4 separate regions of the Mus musculus genome follow, and all the other regions are linked to region 1. The links are chromatin contacts, called in public HiChIP or PLAC-seq maps. All regions are on one chromosome and are shown on one strand. The core of a region is the stretch at or near the end of the contact, and the rest is flanking DNA. Distances in the headings are between cores, read along the strand shown.

What was found. HiChIP or PLAC-seq counts read pairs in DNA pulled down with a chosen protein or histone mark.
Region 2: an HNF4G HiChIP or PLAC-seq map of pancreatic cancer cells shows a contact between it and region 1. The contact joins two enhancer-like sites. A contact is called at or near these places in 2 of 15 datasets of contacts at CTCF or cohesin (both in the NIH/3T3 cell line) and 3 of 115 datasets of contacts at active chromatin or transcription factors (embryonic stem cells, pancreatic cancer cells and trophoblast stem cells).
Region 3: an H3K27ac HiChIP or PLAC-seq map of neural progenitor cells shows a contact between it and region 1, with 6 times the contacts expected there. The contact joins two enhancer-like sites. A contact is called at or near these places in 1 of 15 datasets of contacts at CTCF or cohesin (the NIH/3T3 cell line), 4 of 484 Hi-C or Micro-C datasets (the HL-1 cell line, embryonic fibroblasts, nephron progenitors and 1 more), 7 of 115 datasets of contacts at active chromatin or transcription factors (embryonic fibroblasts, epiblast stem cells, fibro-adipogenic progenitors and 4 more) and 1 of 9 other capture datasets (embryonic stem cells).
Region 4: an HNF4G HiChIP or PLAC-seq map of pancreatic cancer cells shows a contact between it and region 1. The contact joins two enhancer-like sites. A contact is called at or near these places in 1 of 15 datasets of contacts at CTCF or cohesin (the NIH/3T3 cell line), 1 of 484 Hi-C or Micro-C datasets (nephron progenitors) and 1 of 115 datasets of contacts at active chromatin or transcription factors (pancreatic cancer cells).

What each region holds. Positions count from the first base shown.
Region 1 is chr7:89,559,782-89,562,726 of GRCm38.p6, forward strand. No RefSeq gene overlaps it. Among named protein-coding and RNA genes, the nearest start is that of Prss23, 44 kb to the left of the region's middle. Within about 2 kb of position 1,365, at least 89 of the 459 cell types and tissues checked have an H3K27ac peak or open chromatin away from gene starts, as enhancers often do. A contact at or near this core is called in the NIH/3T3 cell line, neural progenitor cells, pancreatic cancer cells and 1 more, where this site is marked.
Region 2 is chr7:89,808,063-89,811,007 of GRCm38.p6, forward strand. The region is part of intron 6 of Me3 (malic enzyme 3, NADP(+)-dependent, mitochondrial); the gene reads left to right. Among named protein-coding and RNA genes, the nearest start is that of Ccdc81, 94 kb to the right of the region's middle. Within about 2 kb of position 1,544, at least 33 of the 459 cell types and tissues checked have an H3K27ac peak or open chromatin away from gene starts, as enhancers often do. A contact at or near this core is called in the NIH/3T3 cell line, pancreatic cancer cells and trophoblast stem cells, where this site is marked.
Region 3 is chr7:89,771,999-89,774,943 of GRCm38.p6, forward strand. All of the region lies in intron 3 of Me3 (malic enzyme 3, NADP(+)-dependent, mitochondrial), which reads left to right. Among named protein-coding and RNA genes, the nearest start is that of Ccdc81, 130 kb to the right of the region's middle. Within about 2 kb of position 1,468, at least 76 of the 459 cell types and tissues checked have an H3K27ac peak or open chromatin away from gene starts, as enhancers often do. A contact at or near this core is called in neural progenitor cells and pancreatic cancer cells, where this site is marked.
Region 4 is chr7:89,698,442-89,701,386 of GRCm38.p6, forward strand. All of the region lies in intron 1 of Me3 (malic enzyme 3, NADP(+)-dependent, mitochondrial), which reads left to right. Among named protein-coding and RNA genes, the nearest start is that of Me3, 67 kb to the left of the region's middle. Within about 2 kb of position 1,505, at least 31 of the 459 cell types and tissues checked have an H3K27ac peak or open chromatin away from gene starts, as enhancers often do. A contact at or near this core is called in pancreatic cancer cells, where this site is marked.

The sequences.
Region 1 (2,945 bases), core at 115-2,614:
AAGGACCCAGTGTCTAGCCAAATGCCCAAAAGGTCTCCAGTTAGAATGATAAATTATTAGTCACGAGATAGGAATTCACAGAGAACTTGTGGCTACGTGCCCAGGAGAGGAGTATTATGACACATTAATGCAAAGGGTGTCAAACACTGTCTAGATTATTAATAAATAGCATGGTTTCCTACCTACACAAAGAACACTATTTCTCAAACTTATATACCCTTCTCAAATTATTAGAGGGTAGCCACGATCACAGAGTGTTGAGTACTGTATATTGTGAAATTGATAGAATATAAATGCATCTCAAAATTTAATACATTAATAAGTAGTTTTCAGTTCTTTGTATTTTTCAAACTAACTACATAAAATGCATCAATACTCATGTTTTAAAATTAATTGACATAAAATGCATCTTCATATTCATAACATTTGGGAAAATTTAACCTTGCATTTCAGGGAAGGTTGTAAAATAAACTCAGGACCAGGGATTGCTCACTGGCGGAGGAGCCTAGGGACCTGAATTTCAGGCTCGTGCTCCACACTGCGCATCAGACATTGAAATATAGAACAGGAGCACAAAACAGCCCGCATTGCTCGTGGGTGAGGGGACTGAAGCTCAGGGGGCAGACGTGATTGTACAGAGGTCATAAAACGCATTACCAGTAGAACATCAGCTCTCTTCTCTCTCATCTTTTTCACATCCAGAGGGAGTCAAAGCCTGATACTCCTCTTCAGCCAGGCTGTGGCTGAAGAAGAAACCTGATCCTCAGGTTGTCTCTAGCTGGTCACTGCTCTCTTTCCAGTCATCACACAGTGTTTAGTGAATAATACATGTATTCAATGATCAAACAAGACAAGTTGATTCATATGATTTATAAATAATGCCTCACTTATTTTTTTTTTTGTGCAGTCTCTTAGGTATACCATTACTTCTGTTTTTATTTTTGGAAGTAGAGTAAACTGTTGGCTCAAGATCTCATCGAATGGACTCTGTAACAAAGCTGTGTCCTGCCTCTGCTGTATCCTGAGACTGACTCTGGGTTTTGTAAGAGCTGAAGCACAATCAGCTGGTGAATGGGAATAAGCTGGGCCCAGTCCGTAGGGACCATCAGTGGGTATAAGGGAATAATGAATTTGTTGACAGCATTAGAATCTATTGCAGAAAGTTCCAAGATTTCAGATGCATGTCATTATTCTAGGATATGGGATGGGAGTCTTGACAAGTCTTCCCACCCATTTACCATGGAGCCTTCTCTCCTTCAAGGGTGGTTCTCCAAGAGACAGTTTGCATAACTTAGACTTTTAAAAGAGTGTCCCTGGGCCTTTCTTGTCTGACTCATTGTGTGGTCGCAAGCTAGTGAGTCACTGCCATGTGACTCAGTTTTCACATCCCACGCAGGGCTCAGAGCTTGACTGCAGGGATCCTGGGCATGGCTTTATATGGTGGGGACAAACAACCAATGATGTTTTGGAGGGCCAGGGCGAGTTGCACTTTTCTTCTTTGACTTGTAAAAGCACTTGTCTGCTAGTTAGTGGTGTCTGTTTGTGGACCATGGATAAGAAACCATTAGACTCACCAACATCCTCACCATTTCTCATGACCCAGCATGAATCCAGTGTGTGCATAGCCTCTGTGTTAGTGGGATAGCATCGTGCATATAGGGTAAAAATCCTGAATGAAGAAACACGGATCCTCGCTGAGCTTGTCTTTTCTCAGCTATGCTAAGAAAATGAATACAACTTCACATTCCTAGTTTAAGTGTTGAGCACATTACAGTAAATCCTGGGATAAAAATTTCCCTAGGAATGTGAGCACTAAGCTTGGTAGCTTACTTCATAAATACTGTAGACTGAATCTAGAGAATAATTTGGCACTCCCCAATTTCTGCTTGCTTGCAGGACATAGTTCATTTGGCCATCTTCTGGGATACCCGGTTCTTTTTTTTTTTTTTCCGGTTCTTAATCTGAGGTCCTATTTCAATAGTGAATATTAAGATTTTGAAATGGGATTTTTTTTGTCCCTGGTTTATCTCAGACTCCATTATAATAAATATTAAGATTCAAAAATAAATTCAAACAGTTAAGACGCTGGAAAGAGACTTATGCATCTTCAGTCTTGGCCTTCAGCCAGATCAAGAATAGAAAATAAGGATGGAAACTGTTACCACTCTCTCTGTAGAGAGGAGAGGTAAGCTACCAATCTATTTCCTTTAGCTGAGAGCACAGAGAACAGGCGCTTGAAGCATTCCTGTGAAAGTAGACCAGGGTTGGGTTCTAACTCCTGTTCCTAAAGGGACAATGAAAGAGAAAAGAGCCAGAGTAGTGTGCTGGGTGGGTTTGTACTATATATACATCTAGAGGGTTTTCATGTCAAGGATGCAGTAATTTCCCATGCACTAGAAGTAGAGAACACCAGAAAAGAACACTACAGGGTTATCTTTGATCTTGTCTGCAAGTGCCTGCTGAAGGAGTGGGGGGATTCTGAGAGGGAGACTGGAGATGCGCTGCTTCTCAGTGCTACAAGTGGCACCAGAAATAGGAACACATCTGTCAGGGTCAAGGGAACTATGAGACAGAGGTCCTAAAAAGGGACCCCAGGGACGGCCCCAAGAAAAGAGTCCTGTTCTGGGCTGCTCTGGGCCTCTTGGGGATGCTTTCTTTAGCCAAAAGGCTAAAGAAAATGTTAAAGCTGTGAAACCCTCTTACCCCTCTGATCACCCATGGATCTAATCACAATAGATGTGAAGTGGCAGAAAGGGGGGGGGATTGGAGAGGAGTCAGTGATAAGTTGCATTTCTGCCATGTTGAAAGGTACAATTTTTCAACACACTATTAACTGAAACCAAAATAGATTTTGCTTAATTTTCTTAGTTACTAATAGACACCATTACCTTTCCCTTGGAGCCTGACCACATCCCCGTATTTCCATGTCTTTTTTCTGAAACCCA
Region 2 (2,945 bases), core at 294-2,793, 250 kb after region 1:
TTAAAGTACCTTTAAAGAACAATAGTCATGACAGTTCAGGGAAAGGAAATGCTTGCTTTGGCTGTGAGCAGGCTCAGAGGCCACTCTCTGTGTATCAAGGAGCAGAACTGCTTCTGGACACCTGAAAACTATTCTTCCAGAAGAGAACTGGATTTACCTCTGTATGACCAAAAAGGACTAATGGGTACAATGCTAACAAAGGCCCTTGTAGGCATAAAGTGAGTGCCACAATACACTGAATTCTGGATATGAGTTCTCTGTCACGGAAGGAACTCTAGGATATGTTGTTTGGTGTTTTGGTAGTGATCCTATGAATGGGCTAAAGCTGCACATGCTCTTGAATGTGTCTCCATACTCCATTACTCTAGTTTGACCTCTTAAGAATACCATGAAGCTGGCTTGAAACTAAAAATGAACCCCCAAACAGAGTTACTAATTTAACAGGCTGGCACAGAGCCTTACCAACCTAAGACAGAATGGCATTGCTTTCGATAATGCTAACTCCACAACAGGTAAGGAAGGCGCAGTCTTATTTATGAAATAAAAAAGGGGGAGATGTGGAGAGCCTTTGGGGACCACTGGGCAGGAATCTGACATTGGTCAAGGACAAGGAAATGGGCTTCAGGCAGGAATCTGACATTAAGGGCATGACAAAGAAGTAAATTCAAGCAGGAATCTTAATCTTAGGGTGGAACAAAAGAAGTAGGCTTCAATCCGGCGCACGCCTTTAATCCCAGCACTCGGGAGGCAGAGGCAAGCGGATTTCTGAATTAGAGGCCAGCCTGGTCTACAAAGTGAGTTCCAGGACAGCCAGGGCTATACAGAAAAACCCTGTCTCGAAAAAAAAAAAAGTAGGCTTCAAGCCTGAATATGACTTTAGGCCGGACAGGGAAGTAGGCTCAGATGTTTTGATCATCCTGATGGGCCTTTGGATACAGTGATCACGGGGAGTGATCATGGTATGTTGTTTATAGCCTGGCTTGTTCCTTGACTATTTGTGTTCATTGTCTTGTTTGTTCCTCATTGCACTGACTGCCCTTAATACTTGCACGTAATTAAAATGGTATAAACTCGGATTGAGAAAAAATTAAATCTGCCTCAGCCTCAGAACTGGCTGGGGTCATGCTAAAAAAGAAAAAAAAGAGAGAGAGTGCCATGCTGGCTGGCAGGTCTCTAGATGACAAGGTCACTGTCTCAGTTCAGAGTACCTTGCAGGACTCTGAGGTGAACCCAGTCCATCCACTCCACATGCAGGATGTTTTCTATAACACTTTGTGACCTGACCAAAGGGAGTGAGATTGCTTTAGAGAGCCTATTTTTTGGCTTCCTGTTTCCAGGGTTCATTGCTAGCTTATGAGTCAGTAGTCGTTCTATGATTTCCTCAAAGAGAAGTCTTGCTATTCATGTGAGAAGGTTAAATAAACTAGGATGTAAGAGGCTCTTCAAATCGTCATCAAAATCAATTCACAGCTCCACAAACACACAGGCAGTCCAGGGTGAACCCTTAGGGAAGGGTGTGCATCAGCCAACAGGAATGTGTCCTTCAGCAGAAGAGATGATGGCTTGACAGGTCATTGTTTTGACTTTCTAGCAAGCTAGAACAGATGTTTCTGTAGATATTGTAGTTGGAAAATGAGCTGGTCTCCCCCAGGTACTCCTGGGAATGTATTAGTCTGGAGACAGATTGCCTGGTCTAAGGGTGAGTCAGGAGTCCTGAAGCCAAACACACTGCATTTTAAGAAAGAACCATGAGAAACTGTGACTCCTGCCTTCAATGTCCACATCCCTGCCCAAACATCCTGACAATAAAGGGCTTCCTCTTTCACCTTTCCCTTACAAACTGACCTGTCTATAGATTCTGAGCGGGAAGTATTGATAAGGCGCAGACCCTATCCTGAAGGTTGGCCACTGAGGAAGACCCACCAAGGCAAAGCAATATCCAGTTAAGTCTGTGAACTACAGTGGCTGGGAAGAAGCTAGGTTAGTAGAGTGATTTGCCTCCATGCTCTGTGGCCCTGGGTTCAATCCCACACAACCGTAATACCAACATTTAAGCAGGATGATCAGAAGGTCAAGGTATATGAGTTCTATATAGTGAGTTCTAGGCCAGCATGGGTTACAAGAAACTCTGTCTCAAAATAAAATAAAATTAAATAAAATAAAATAAAATAAAATAAAATAAAATAAAATAAAATAAAATAAAAATCTGTGAACCACAATAGAAAGCTGAGCACAGTTTCCAAAGTAGAGACAAATTGGCATTCCAAGCACTCGCCATTCTAGCATTCCTTCTCTCGCTCTTATGTGGTAGGACCTGAGGCATCATATCTGAGTACCACATATTGATGTGCCAAGTTCTCCTCAACGGTTTTTGTTTATTTTTCTTATTTCTGTTACTTACAGGGAATTCTCTAGTTTACGAATGCATGTGGAAGCCCAGCTCCATCTGACTTAAACACTGTCTGATGTTACCAGCAGCTTCCACCTCTTGGCAGGCCAGGAAACAAAGTCACCTCTTTTCCTTTTAGTTCCACAAATTCTAAGGCCTTTGGAGGCAGGATGGGGGTGGGGAATTGTAGAGACAGGGTTTCTCTGAGTAGCCCTGGCTGTTTTAGAACTCAGTCTATAGACCAGACTGGCCTTGAGTTCACAGAAATCCACTTGCCTCTGATTCCTGAATAGGCGTGCACCACCATGACCAATCTTAGCTTCACAATTCTAAATCTGTGGATTCTTAAGCTGCGTGGGTTCAAGTAAAAAGGAAAGCATAATTGTATAGACCTTTACAGTACAAAGGAAGCCATCTATGCTCCATGAAAGGCATATCCTTGTCTCTGTCTCTGTCCCTCTCACTCTCTTTCACACACACACACATACACAGAGATACACATGGTTCACAGCATAACGGAAGTCACTTTTCACAATTGATGATCTTTGGAGATAAG
Region 3 (2,945 bases), core at 218-2,717, 210 kb after region 1:
GACCCTGTTATAGCTGTCTCGTATGAGGCTATGCCAGTGCCTGGCAAATACAGAAGTGGATGCTCACAGTCATCTATAAGATGGAACACAGGGCCCCCAATGGAAAAGCTAGAGAAAGCACCCAAGGAGCTGAAGGGGTCTGCAACCCTATAGGTGGAACAACAATATGAACTAACCAGTACCCCCAGAGCTCTTATCTCTAGCTGCATATGTAGCAGAAGATGGCCTAGTCAGCCATCACAGGGAAGAGAGGCCCCTTGTTATTGCAAACTTTTTATGCCCCAGTACAGGGGAACGCCAGGGCCAAGAAGTGGGAGTGGTTGGGTAGGGGAGCAGGGCAGAGGGAGGGTATAGGGAACTTTTGGGATAGCATTTGAAATGTATATAAAGAAAATATCTAATAAAAAGAAGAAGAAGAAGAAGACGAAGAAGAAGAAGAAGAAGGAGGAGGAGGAGGAGGAGGAGGAGGAGGAGGAGGAGGAGGAGGAAGAAGAAGAAGAAGAAGAAGAAGAAGAAGAAGAAGAAGAAGAAGAAGAAGAAGAAGAAGAAGGAAGAAGAAGAAGGAGGAGGAAGAAAAAGAAGAAGAAGAAGAAGAAGAAGAAGAAGAAGAAGAAGAAGAAGAAGAAGAAGAAGAAGAAGAAGAAGAAGAAGAAGAAAAGAAGAAGCTGTTTTGCTATGGTGCTGTGTTGATGTGCATGGATATCCTTAATCGAACAAGGTGGATTTAATGACTCCAGCTTCATTCTAGAGATGAACAATCCAGGTTGCACTGGATCTGAGGTTAAAATCCAAGTCTGTCTGGCTTCAAATCCAAGTTATTACAATGGTTCCAGGGACCTATGTGAGCCCTGATAGATTGTAGACAGTTAGCCATAGAGTTTTAGTAGTTATGTGATCGATCTACTGCTTTCATTTTGCAGATGGGGAAACAGATTGAGAAAGGTCCAATAATCTCACAAGCCTATGGCTGGTGGGAAATCTCTCCTGCCCTGTCTTCACTGCTCCAGACCCACATTCAAGGAAGGAGAAAAAGAGACTGGCCACCTAACGGAATACTGTGCTTATACAGTTGCATAAGTCCACACCCCTGGGAATCACTGGAAGCGGGCGGCACTATGGCTCTTTTTGTAATGCTGAATCTACTTAAGGAAACCTATTCTATAGCAGCCAGGAGGAGAAACAGGAAAAGAAATGGCCAATTGGCTTTCTGAGTCAACTCCACCTTTTCACGCTGAGATTTAGCTGTTCCAGTATTCTACGCTTATCTTTAACCCTCCAATAATGACTTCATTATTTACTCTATTATGCTATATTTTTTTTCTGATCCTAAATTAGAATGCCCTCTGGACCAGAGACAAATACATTTGTCCTTGCATCCCATGTGCCCAGTATTATGCTTCCCACAAACCATACTACATGAAGCCATGCCAGCTAAAGGTAATGATTAACCTTAAGTGTGCGAGTTCAAGATAATTCCTACCCACTCCAAGGCCCAGTCTCTGGTGTCACTTAGATAAAAATCATTGCCTGTGACTTTAAGCCTCACACCCAAAACAAGTTCACTCACTGTTCACTGTCATCTAAGAAGGTCAGAAGGAAAGGGGCCCTCCATTGGGTGGGGATGGGAACACACCCATCTACTTCCTTTGTAAAGTCCCACCTCAGAGGGAAGTGGACTCCAAACAGGATGGGCAGTCCAGGGTACAGGAAATAAGCTATGGCGCTTCAGGGTGCTTAAATAAACTGTTCCTCAAGAGTGAAAGTACAACCAACAATGGAGTGTGAGTGACCCCCCACTGACACCTGCCCTGTCTGTAGGCACCCTGTCTCCCACTGCAGCCAAGTCGCACACACCATGGGTCTTGTCTTCCCTTCACAATCTGTAGGTATCTGGTCTGCAGAGTCCCCAATGGGTTCAGGGTTTGCAGATCCCGTTCCTACGTGTCTTAGATTGTTTCTCCTGTATGCAGCTGACTTTAACAAAGTGCTAATGGGCTTTAAAAATAGCTTCTTGTGGATTTTTCAGAGGACAGGCTGCCTTCCAGCCAAAAATGTGTGGAATGGTGGTTTTCTGTCAACAATGAGTCTTTGTTATGGAGTTGAAAGTGCAGGTCCCTCCTCCTGAGCCCACTGCAGAGGTTTGCCTGATGCAATTGACCCTGTTTTAATTAAGTCTTCCTTTTGTGTTGGACTCAGTGCCAAGAAGTCTAAATGAATGCTATGGATTTCAATGGGTTTTGTTGTTTGGGGTTGTCATTTATTTCCAAGTCTATTTTAGGACCTGTGTAAGGGTCATTCCCTTGCAAAACCTCAAGATAAGGGTTAAGAGACTTTTTCTCAAAAAAAAAAAATAACATTCTCAAGAGTGAACACTATCTTTGTTTTGCTTTCTCTCCAATGTAATTGAATTCTCAACGTCAAGAAAATTTTCCTGCCTCCTGATGGAAACTGGAGACAAAGATGTAACTCACAGGCCTCCATAGATGGGGGAAACTTCACCTGCATTTACCCTCAGGAAACTCTAACAGATCTAGCTTAGTTGGCAGAGTACTAGCATCTATGAAATCCTGGATTTGTTCCCTAGCATCATAACATCTGTAATCCCAGCACACTGTGGGGAAAGGTAGGAGAATCAGGAATTCTAGGTCATCCTCAACTACATAATAAGTTTATTAGAGGCCAGCCTAGACTGCACAAGCTCACTTTGGCACTACTCATGCCATGCCAGGAAATTTCACCAAGGCCAACTTGGCAACTAACGCCAAACAGTTATCACTCTTGACCTTAATCAGAGCAGCCTCTCCTCTATTTCATGAAGTGTGATGAAGACAGAGACCTATGAGTTCACAAGGTGCTAAGCATAAATAAATAAAAAGTGGAGTGCTTAGCCCTAAACAAGGTACCTATATCACCCCTCCAAGACTCAGAGAATATTGTGCTATAAG
Region 4 (2,945 bases), core at 255-2,754, 140 kb after region 1:
TACAATGTGCTTGAGTCCATTGCTCTGACTTGCAAGAAAAACTGTTGACATCAGTGAGAAAGCCTCATACAAAGCCCCAGGATTCTTTCCCAAACTCCAATCATACACAGCTCAGACTGTTCAGATCCCATGAGATTTAGTTTTGCTAGAATGGGATTTCACTGTAGAGTGGTGTTCAGCCCCCACAGTGGCCCCTCTTGAGGATTTTTTTCTAAATTGAGCAAGTGGTACGTAAGATGCAGAGACACAGGCCTTGTCTCTCGATCTCTTTGCTACAGCTGATTTAGAGTTAGGCTCATTGCAAAATTAATATTTGACAAACACCTTCTCTGTTCTTTGGTTCTTTCATTCTATACCATAAACATATTTAAGGAACATACTACTTATGCTTCTACTGGACTCAGTTCTGTGTCAGAATATGTTTATGTCCCCTAAATTACTGCCTACTGCCAAGCAGTTGGGAAATAACCAATAGGCACATGGGGGTTTGCTAGCACAAGAGTTAGGGTGTTACAAAGCCATTTCCACACAAGTGTATGATGTACCTTGAGCATGCCCATCCCCCAGGTATCTAGAAAATGGCTCTAGAGCTCCATTCCCTTTCTGAAGGACAGATAGCAGATGAGATTAATGCTGCAGTGTTATCAAGCAGAATGGAGACTTGGCCTGGAACTGTTCTCAAAATTAGATCAAGGACACATTGAGTTTATTCCAAGATTAACTTTGTCTAATAATAATAATAATCTTTGTTAAAACTCACTGACTACATGGTATAGCCACTGGAACATTGCCCATGTCCATTACATAATCCCACACCCATGCTTCTATAAGCAACCTTAACTAAACTCAGTACGTGGCACAGAAAAGACACAGAAGTTCAGGGGAGCTTGTTGGATATAAGGGTTCAGCAGTGTGAAGATTAGAAGAGATAATGGGGTGTATATTAGCAAAATGTATTATTTACATGCATGAAATCATGAAAGAACAGATTTAAAAAAAAAAAAAAAAACACTGATTTCCGTATCTCTGGACACAGTCTACTGGAAACTGGAAAACTTGATATACATGAGCCTCACAGAAGGGAGTGGAGAGAATGTTCCCCCTCTAACGATCTGCAAATCTCTCTTAAGCACTTCTTTCCTGGTTCATTTTTTTTTTTCTAAAGCTATCGATTTGGCTCTTTGTGGGTACATTTTCCCTCTCTAGAAAAACAAAAGAGCCATGTCTTAATCAGAAGGAAATGATTAATGGAGTGCATGGTGGGGGAGGGAGAGAAGATGAAGTCAGAGAAGGCTGCACAGAGTGTTGAGTGACAAGAAGAGTAAGCTGGGGGGTGGGGCAGCAAAGGTGTGACAACACAGAAGAGCTCGGGTCATTGAAGGCACCCTGTGTGTCCTGGAATGACTTCCCTTGAAGCCATCCAAGTAATGGTAGAAGTAGAGGTTAGGGTGATTTGCAAACTATTTAATGCTGAGTATGGCATGGCTCTGAACCAATTGAAATGGAGGCCAGCCAATTCAGAGCCCTGTGAAATGCTGGGCCACTCTCAGGCCTGCCAGTAAGCCTGTGAAGTAACTTGTGGCCAGATGATCCTAAATGAAAAGAAGTACAATCGCATTTGCAATTGAGATCATCCTTACGGGAGGCTAGATTGCTTAATGTCGTAATGGCTGTGAATGTGTGAAACTGACAGAATTTACTCAGCAAGTCATTTCAAAATGAAATGTTGATTGGAGTCCCACACCCAACTATGGAAAGAAGTCTGCACTGCAGTCCAGAGTGATGGCCGCAGCAGCAGCAGCCATAGTAAAGCCCACAAGGGGCCAAACCAGAACTAAACCTTTGGTCTATGAGAAACCAAACCTTATCTCCTTTTCATGTCATTAGTGCCAGGGTGACTTTTAGGCAAAGCCCAGCTTGGCATTAACTGCTGAGTTTATATACCACAAACAGCAACTCACCTACTTATGTATTCTTGATCAGCAGTAGGGCTGATCAAGGCAGGAAGGTAAACATTCGTTAATTTAAAGCAAGATTTTTCCAGACAACGGGCCTCCAAGTCAAGTGATTACCAAGCAAAGGCACCATGCATGTCACCATCCTGAAATCCCTCTACTCTTTCGGCTGGGAGAGTCATCAGCACTGTGGATTAAGGTCACTTCCCAGTGTGTAATGAAGGGTTTGCCATTAGATCTGAAGGAGAACTGACCCCTGAGCAGCATCTGGGGACCATTAGTCACTGGGTTGTCAGGGATGTTTGTTGTCAGACTCCTGAAACATAATGAGCTTCCCTTATAGAGAGGAAAGTGACAACCCCCTAAGCACCCTGAGACAGCTTCTGGGGACAATTCACTGGCTGTCCTTTAGGATGGCACTTGGCTGTAAGTGGCCAGAGATGCCCTCATTCTTTTGTAGTGAGCTACTGCTGGCAAAGTTGATCCCACTTCATCAAGAGTCTTCTAAACCAGACCTTGAGATATTTCCCTTACTCTAAGGCACACAGCATGTCAAAGGTCTAGGGGGTAAATAGTGTACTTAGAGCCAGGAATGTGACTAGGACCAAGTGACCCCTCAGGCTCCATGCCTGTGAAAGTAATTCTGTTCTAATTTGTGGCTGCTGTCATGGTTGCATAAGGCATTAGGGAGCGACGTAACCAATCATTGCTGTATATGAGCCACATGACAATGGTGTTGTTCTCATTGGTTCAGACAGCACTAGGAGAGTGGAAAGACAGAGTCTTTCCTCTGAAATGTACTCTTAGAAACAACACGGATCTGGGGGTTAGGGGACAGGAGGTAGGATCAGTGGGTAAAATACTTGATGTGCAAGCACGAGGATCAGAGCTAAGATCCCAGAATCCACATAAAAGCTAGGTGGGGTGGGAGGCTGCCTTGCATTGCAAGACTGGATTCTCAAGCTGGCTAGCCAGACTCACCAAAAATGT